Linked DNA regions of Mus musculus: region 2 is linked to region 1. The links are chromatin contacts, called in public HiChIP or PLAC-seq maps. All regions are on one chromosome and are shown on one strand. Each heading gives the region's core, a stretch centred on a gene start, on an enhancer-like site or on the middle of the called end of the contact. The rest is flanking DNA. Distances are from core to core; before and after follow the strand shown. Region 1 overlaps Emp1 (epithelial membrane protein 1). Region 2 overlaps Gm44140 (a long non-coding RNA gene).

Region 1 (3,125 bases), core at 319-2,818:
TAAAAGAGCCACTTTTTGGTTTGCATCTCCTCATCTGCTCTTCAAGTGGCAGCAGGCAGGGGACAAGAACTAGTTGGGCCTGCGCTGAGGTAAGAAGAGAGACGGAGTAGCCCAAAGTGTCCATGCTGCCCAGACATGACGAGCGGCCACTGGACCAGGCTGTCAGCAGGATGAAACAAGAGGGACTCTGCTGGATAGGGTCCCAGGGCAATCAAGGAGACAGAAAGACTTCTGGATTTGCCTGCCTGTCAGGCAACTCATTTAAAGAGGCCTCACTTGGTGAATTATGGTCCATTCTTGGCTCCTCAGCTACTTTTCACGATTAGGAGAAAATTTGTCAATTATAAACAAAATGAACCCGAGAGTCATTACAGGGTCGAGGAGGGTGGGGGGAAAGTTCCCATTATGTGATTCTTGTCCTTTTCTTTCCTGAGCCAGCTTTATTCTAGATGGGCAAGCCTGGGCTGAGAAAAGCCAACTGTCTCTAGAGGATCTGTTCTTAATACCCTCCCTACTGGAGGGGTGAGGACTAGACAAAAATGTCAATTTCTGAGGACCAAAGTGATTTTAGCCATATGCTGTCCGGTGAACTACCCTGCAAATGTCTTATTTCTTGACTTTGATGTGGGGTGGCATGTGACTGAGTAACTGGACCGGGTTGGTAACAGTCATTCTGCTTCATAGAAGAAAGACAGTAACAACAACAACAATCACGGCAACCCTGTTATTAGTACCATGTGACACACACGGTACTTACTGTACCATGCTTCAGAAGGCATTTTTACTTACGTAATCCAGTTGCAGCCTCACACCTCTGGGTATAGTCGGTATCATTACCCCTCTTCACATATGAGGAAACGGAGGCAGAGATCAAAGCCCTTGGAATAATTCTAAGTCAACTTCTAACTCAAAAAACAAAACAGTAAAACAAATCCTTTTCTCCACACATGAAAGCCAAGGGGGAAGTTACGGAGGTAGGCGAGAACCACAGAAAAGCAGCAGTGAACTTGAAAGTTGGGAGAGAGGATTCACAGGCTCTCCCCAGAGGCAGCAGGAAAATGGCATCGGGTTTTGCCATTCACAGTTAAATTGAGAACATTCTCTGCCTGCCTCCCTCACCGTTGGAGGGAAGCAGCCAGTGGGGAAGAGGATTTTTTTTGGAGAGTAGAAACCAGTGTGTACAAAGAGCCAAGAACCCAGGCGTGCAGTAGATCACGTTTGGTTTTGAGTAGCTAATGAGAAAGCGAGAGGAGATAAAAGACACGCAGAATGTCAGAATAATGATAGTATCGGTGTTCTAATAAATACCTAGTGTAGCTTGAAAGTGGCTTAGGCACAGACAAAGCATCAATTAAATCAGGTGGAGGGGGGTGGGGAACAAGCAATTGCAGGATGCACACAGCATCTCCTCTATGGTTGGTGCATCCTCACACACTCCCTGCCTAGAGGGTGAATACCTCCCCCACCTCCAAGTCCTTTCCCTTTGATGTCTCTCTGAGCTGACTCTGCATCTGTCATAGGTGTGACACAGAGGGTATGCACGGCTGCCCCATGTGTGCCCTCTTACGCTTCCTTTAGCTTCTAGATTTTATGATCAGTGGTCTCTGTTGAGATTGTGGCTGAGAACTTTTGTTTATCCATGCACATTGTTAATTTATATTAGTTCAACTCTTCCGAAGGGTGATTCATACATCTGTTTGTCTTTGGGGATGGGTCTTGAATGACTGAAGTTGCATAAACACCACACACCAGCAAAAAGCACATCTGGTGTTATCTCAAGCTTTACACTTCTGGAGCCCCAGAGCTGTCATGTTGAACCGCAGGAAATCTAACATCGCCCTAGACCCATAACAGCATCCCCACCAAGAGGCACGCAGGGCCAAAGGCTCAGGTGTTGCAAATATTAGTCTGGAATGCTAAATCAGTAAGTGGCCGGGCCATTACCCAGTAATTAGGTTGTCACACTATTGGGTGCCAAAGAGCACTGTAATAACAGAAGTTGTGTCTCTCTTATTTTACGTCTCATCCGGGATCAAATTAGTAGCCAATTTGCTCTATGGCCGTTGAGTAATAGTGGCGTGTGCTGCAGAACTCATTGTTTCTATTCAGTTTGCTGGGTGAGCATTTTGCTGGAGCACTGATGCTTTCCTCATGCAAATGGAAACCGGGCATGCATGCTGCTGCAGAGTTCTGGAGGTGACAAAAATCTTCCAAAAACTCAAAGCCTGACATTTTTGGCCTGTCAATCACAAACAAAACATTAGCAGCTGCTATAAAGCATACCATGCGCTTCTTAATATAATGAATATTATATTCTGTAATTATACTCATTATATCTGTAGAATATTCATTATATTAAAGAGATGAATCTATAAACATGTGGGAGCAAAACAGAAGTACTTGTCTATACACAGATGAGTAAGCATTTGGGTATGTGTATCAATCAGGTTTTAGAACATTTTGATGTAATTTTAAATTTTAAAAATTGTCACACTTTCTTGTGTCAACAGAGATCCTGAAATGAGAAGGTGGGATGCGTCTTACTGACTGTGACAATAACCTTTCTGTCTCCCCCGTCTTTTGTTTTCAGAATTCTCTACTCAGAAGTCACCAAAAAGCCAAGATGTTGGTGCTACTGGCTGGTCTCTTTGTGGTCCACATTGCCACTGCCATTATGCTGTTTGTCTCCACCATTGCCAACGTGAGTCCCAGCCCCCTGTTTCCTCATCCCAGGAAGGATCTTAGGAATAGTTTGGTAAAAGGTTAAAAAACAAACAAACAAAAACGGGAGCTGGGAGTGTTAAATCACAGAGCAGAGAACTTCTTGAATAGCTGTGAGGGGAAAACAAACAAACAAACAAACAAACAAACAAACAAACACATACTCATAGATCGGGAAGAAATAACCAAAGTGTAAAAGGCGAGAGTCCACAAGTGATTCCTCTAGGGGTGTTGGGAGGTTCAGCTTTGAGAAGAATCCTCTCCACGGGAGGTGGACACTGAGGTGCGTTTGGAGGATGGGCGTGTCTCCTCTAGAGGAGGAAGTAGAAGAAAATAGAAGTGCAGTTCAGGCAGAAGGGCAAAGACGCCCTCGTGGGACAGACTCTCCCTGTGCTCAGGTTAAC
Region 2 (3,125 bases), core at 323-2,822, 1.1 Mb after region 1:
CTGACATCGTGGAACTTGCTTATATAGCTCAAGTCAGGGAGGGGGAGGGGAAGACAAAAGGTCAAAGGAGGAAGTGTAACAGTGGGGGCAGGGACTTTCCACTGGCTGTCACATGACTTCTAAGAAGCTAGTTCTTTGGCAGGGGAACCGAAGTTTAACTGGCCTTAAGGTGACAAGGCCTTTGTCTTTATGGAGATGAGAAGGCCCAAGCCTGATTTGGGTAGGGAGCAGGCCCCCGTCCTGCAGGGCTCTCTGAGAGATGTCCAGGGCATGGGCAACACTTGACCACTCCTTCTCTGGCTTGAGAACCCAGGGCAACGCTGTATCAGCAAAGCCCAGTAGGCATTTCAATCACAATGTAACAGTTAATCATCCTCAGACACGACACAAGAGGGTATCAGACCCCATTACAGATGGTTGTGAACCACCATGTGGTTGCTGGGAATTGAACTCAGGACCTCTGGAGGAGCAGTCAGTGCTTTTAACTGCTGAGCCATCTCTCCAGCCCTTGAGACTAGATTTCTTTATGTCACTAGTTCTTAACCTTCCTAATGCTGTGACCCTACAATACAGTTTCTCATGTTCTGGTTGAATGAAAAGAAGAAATAAAAATGAAAGGAAAGGACATGCGTCATCCTAGGTATGGTGGAGAACAACATTTATTACAGGTGTGTGGGAGAGCAGAGGCAAAGGCATGTGGGAGATGGGGAGTGGGAGGGGGAGCAGAGAGGGGAGCCAGGAGGCCAAAGTTACACAAAAGAGGGCAGGTAGCCAAAATGTCTGGATTATATGCAGAATAGCCTGTGTGGAAAAGGAAGCCCATGCCCTAGGCTGGAGAGTTCAGGATGGGGGTGGAGTATGCCAGACTAGGGGATGCTGGAAGAACCTGATTGCCAGGACCTCTTTGATATATTAAATGAGGACCTCAGTTGTTTATTCTGGGTTTGAAAGTTAACAGTGGTGACCCTCAAACATAAAATTATTTTTGTTGCTACTTCATAAATGTAATTTTGCTACTGGTATGAAATATAATTTAGGCATTGCATATGCAGGATATCCAATATTTGACCTCTGTGAAAAGGTTGTTTGATCCCAAAAGGAGTCTTGACCTGCAGGTTGAGAACAGCTATTCTCTGTAGTCCTGGAATAGCTGTGTAGACCAGTCTCACCTGAAACTCATAGATCTTCTTCCGGCATCTGCCTCCCAAGTGCTGGGATTTAAGGGGCACGACACCACACTTGGCTCAAGAGAAGCAAATTTGGAAGCAATGTGTTCCTGGTTTTCTTCAGAGATGGTTTTCAGCCCCGAAGTGAAAAACCACAAGGAGGTGTGTAGAAGTGAGAGCCCAAACACGGTCCTCAGTTAGCTCGAGTTCTTGTCTCATGTTGTAGCTCAGAATGGACTCACAAAACTCACAGTCTTTCTCCTGCCTCAGCCTTCCAGAGGCCAGTCTTACAAGTGTGAATTACCACACAGTTTGCTGTAACCCTCTTAATTGATGGTGTGTAGCTTGTGACTCATGTTCATGTTCTCAAGCATGAGTCAACATTCACTCAGCTGAGGGTGTGGGAACCAAGGACCGCATTGGCCTGCCTTCCCACTCAAAGTAGCTCATCTGATCTCTGGGCAGGACAGGACATGCCTTCCTGCCTCCCACAGCCAGCTTTCAGGAAAATTCCACTCTCATTCTTCAAGGCCTCGAGATTAGCTGCTTAATCTAGCATTTAATGTCGACAGCCTTGGACACTGCGGGTTTGTTTGTTTTGAGAGAAGGCATTCGACTGTTCTGCTCCTGAGGGTGACCTTACACTTCTGACCCTCCAGAGGCTGCCTCCCACTCGCCGGATCACAGGGATGCACCACCACACCCAGTTTATGGGGGTGCTGGGGATCAAATAATAGGAAGCTCTCTGCCTACTGGGCCTTTGTCCCCATTGTCCCCAATGCCAACAGCTCTCCTTTATTCTCTCCGGTGAGCACTCGCTTTCTGAGGCTGACCCATTGTTTTCCTCCCTAGCATTTTGCACAAACTCCTACTCTTGTTTGTCTCCTGAGCTATCTCAGTCGTCCAGTCCAGCCTGGAACTCACTAGCCCATGCTGGTCTGCTGAGTGCTGGGACTACAGGCATGGGCCTCCATGTCTGGCTTTAGAAATTTTCTTTATAGCTGACATATCCAGGTGTTTTCTTTACAGTGCTTGAGAACTGACTGGTAAATACAGGCGAAGCACCGCGCTTTAGGAGAGGTTCAGTTCTTCCTGTGGTCGTCTATACTTACAACGTCAGCTTGAGACAGTAGAAGCAAGAATGGCAGGGGCTCAAAGGTAGCCTCTGTTAGTAAGCTTGAGGCTGCATGATACCTTGTCTCAAAGACAACACCACGCATGAACAAAACCCCTGTCCATACATAGTGCATGCCTGCAATCCCAGTGCTCTGGAGGCCAGGCCAGGGAACTGAGGCAGGTTTAAGGCCAATCTGGCTTATACAATCCGCTCTAGGAGAGTAATTAGTTAAGGCTTTGCTTATAGAAGCAGTAGGGTGGGAACTTGGGGAGAAGAAATGAAGATTGTAACTCACTAGAGTTCCAGCCAATAGGGAAAGCAGGAATGTCTTATGATCAGGGACTTGAAAACCACAGGGTAGCTATTTTTGTCTTTTCTCTATGTTGGTGTGCCTTTCTGCAGAATGGTGAATAGGAAACTGCTTTACTCTCACCAGTTAGTCTCTCATATGTATTCTCGAGGGTCTTGCTTCTCACATCCCTTCTGCCACGGGCAACATGACCAACATGAGAAGGAATTCAAAGTTCTCATAATTGCCTCAGTTCTGATAAGCTAAGGAACCCTATGGGCTTTTCCAGTCCCATCCCCTCCTTACAGCTCCCCCCCACCCCCATCTGCTGTCAAGGCTAGGCCAAGTTCCATTCTCCACCCACAGGAACATTCTTGAGTAAAAAAAAATCTCAGAAAAATGGCAGAATGTACTGATTAATAATCACCTGACCCTCTGGAAAGTCCCAGATAGAGCTCAAATGCGTGTCATGATCTGCCCATGCTTGCTGGCCAATAGACTTAAAGGTCAATATGCTTAGCCAATGTTTGAACTGTAACTTTGGTGATGTAAC

Evidence for each region. HiChIP or PLAC-seq counts read pairs in DNA pulled down with a chosen protein or histone mark.
Region 2: a contact with region 1 is called in a FOXA1 HiChIP or PLAC-seq map of pancreatic cancer cells. The contact joins two enhancer-like sites. A contact is called at or near these places in 3 of 39 promoter capture datasets (embryonic stem cells, hippocampal neurons and liver) and 1 of 115 datasets of contacts at active chromatin or transcription factors (pancreatic cancer cells).

The regions. Positions count from the first base shown.
Region 1 is chr6:135,374,588-135,377,712 of GRCm38.p6, forward strand. It overlaps Emp1 (epithelial membrane protein 1), which reads left to right. Exons shown (of 5, transcript NM_010128.4): 2 at 2,591-2,701. The coding sequence starts at 2,624. Among named protein-coding and RNA genes, the nearest start is that of Emp1, 13 kb to the left of the region's middle. Within about 2 kb of position 1,569, at least 59 of the 459 cell types and tissues checked have an H3K27ac peak or open chromatin away from gene starts, as enhancers often do. A contact at or near this core is called in pancreatic cancer cells, where this site is marked.
Region 2 is chr6:136,497,904-136,501,028 of GRCm38.p6, forward strand. The region is part of intron 3 of Gm44140 (a long non-coding RNA gene); the gene reads right to left. Among named protein-coding and RNA genes, the nearest start is that of Gm44140, 19 kb to the right of the region's middle. Within about 2 kb of position 1,573, at least 126 of the 459 cell types and tissues checked have an H3K27ac peak or open chromatin away from gene starts, as enhancers often do. A contact at or near this core is called in pancreatic cancer cells, where this site is marked.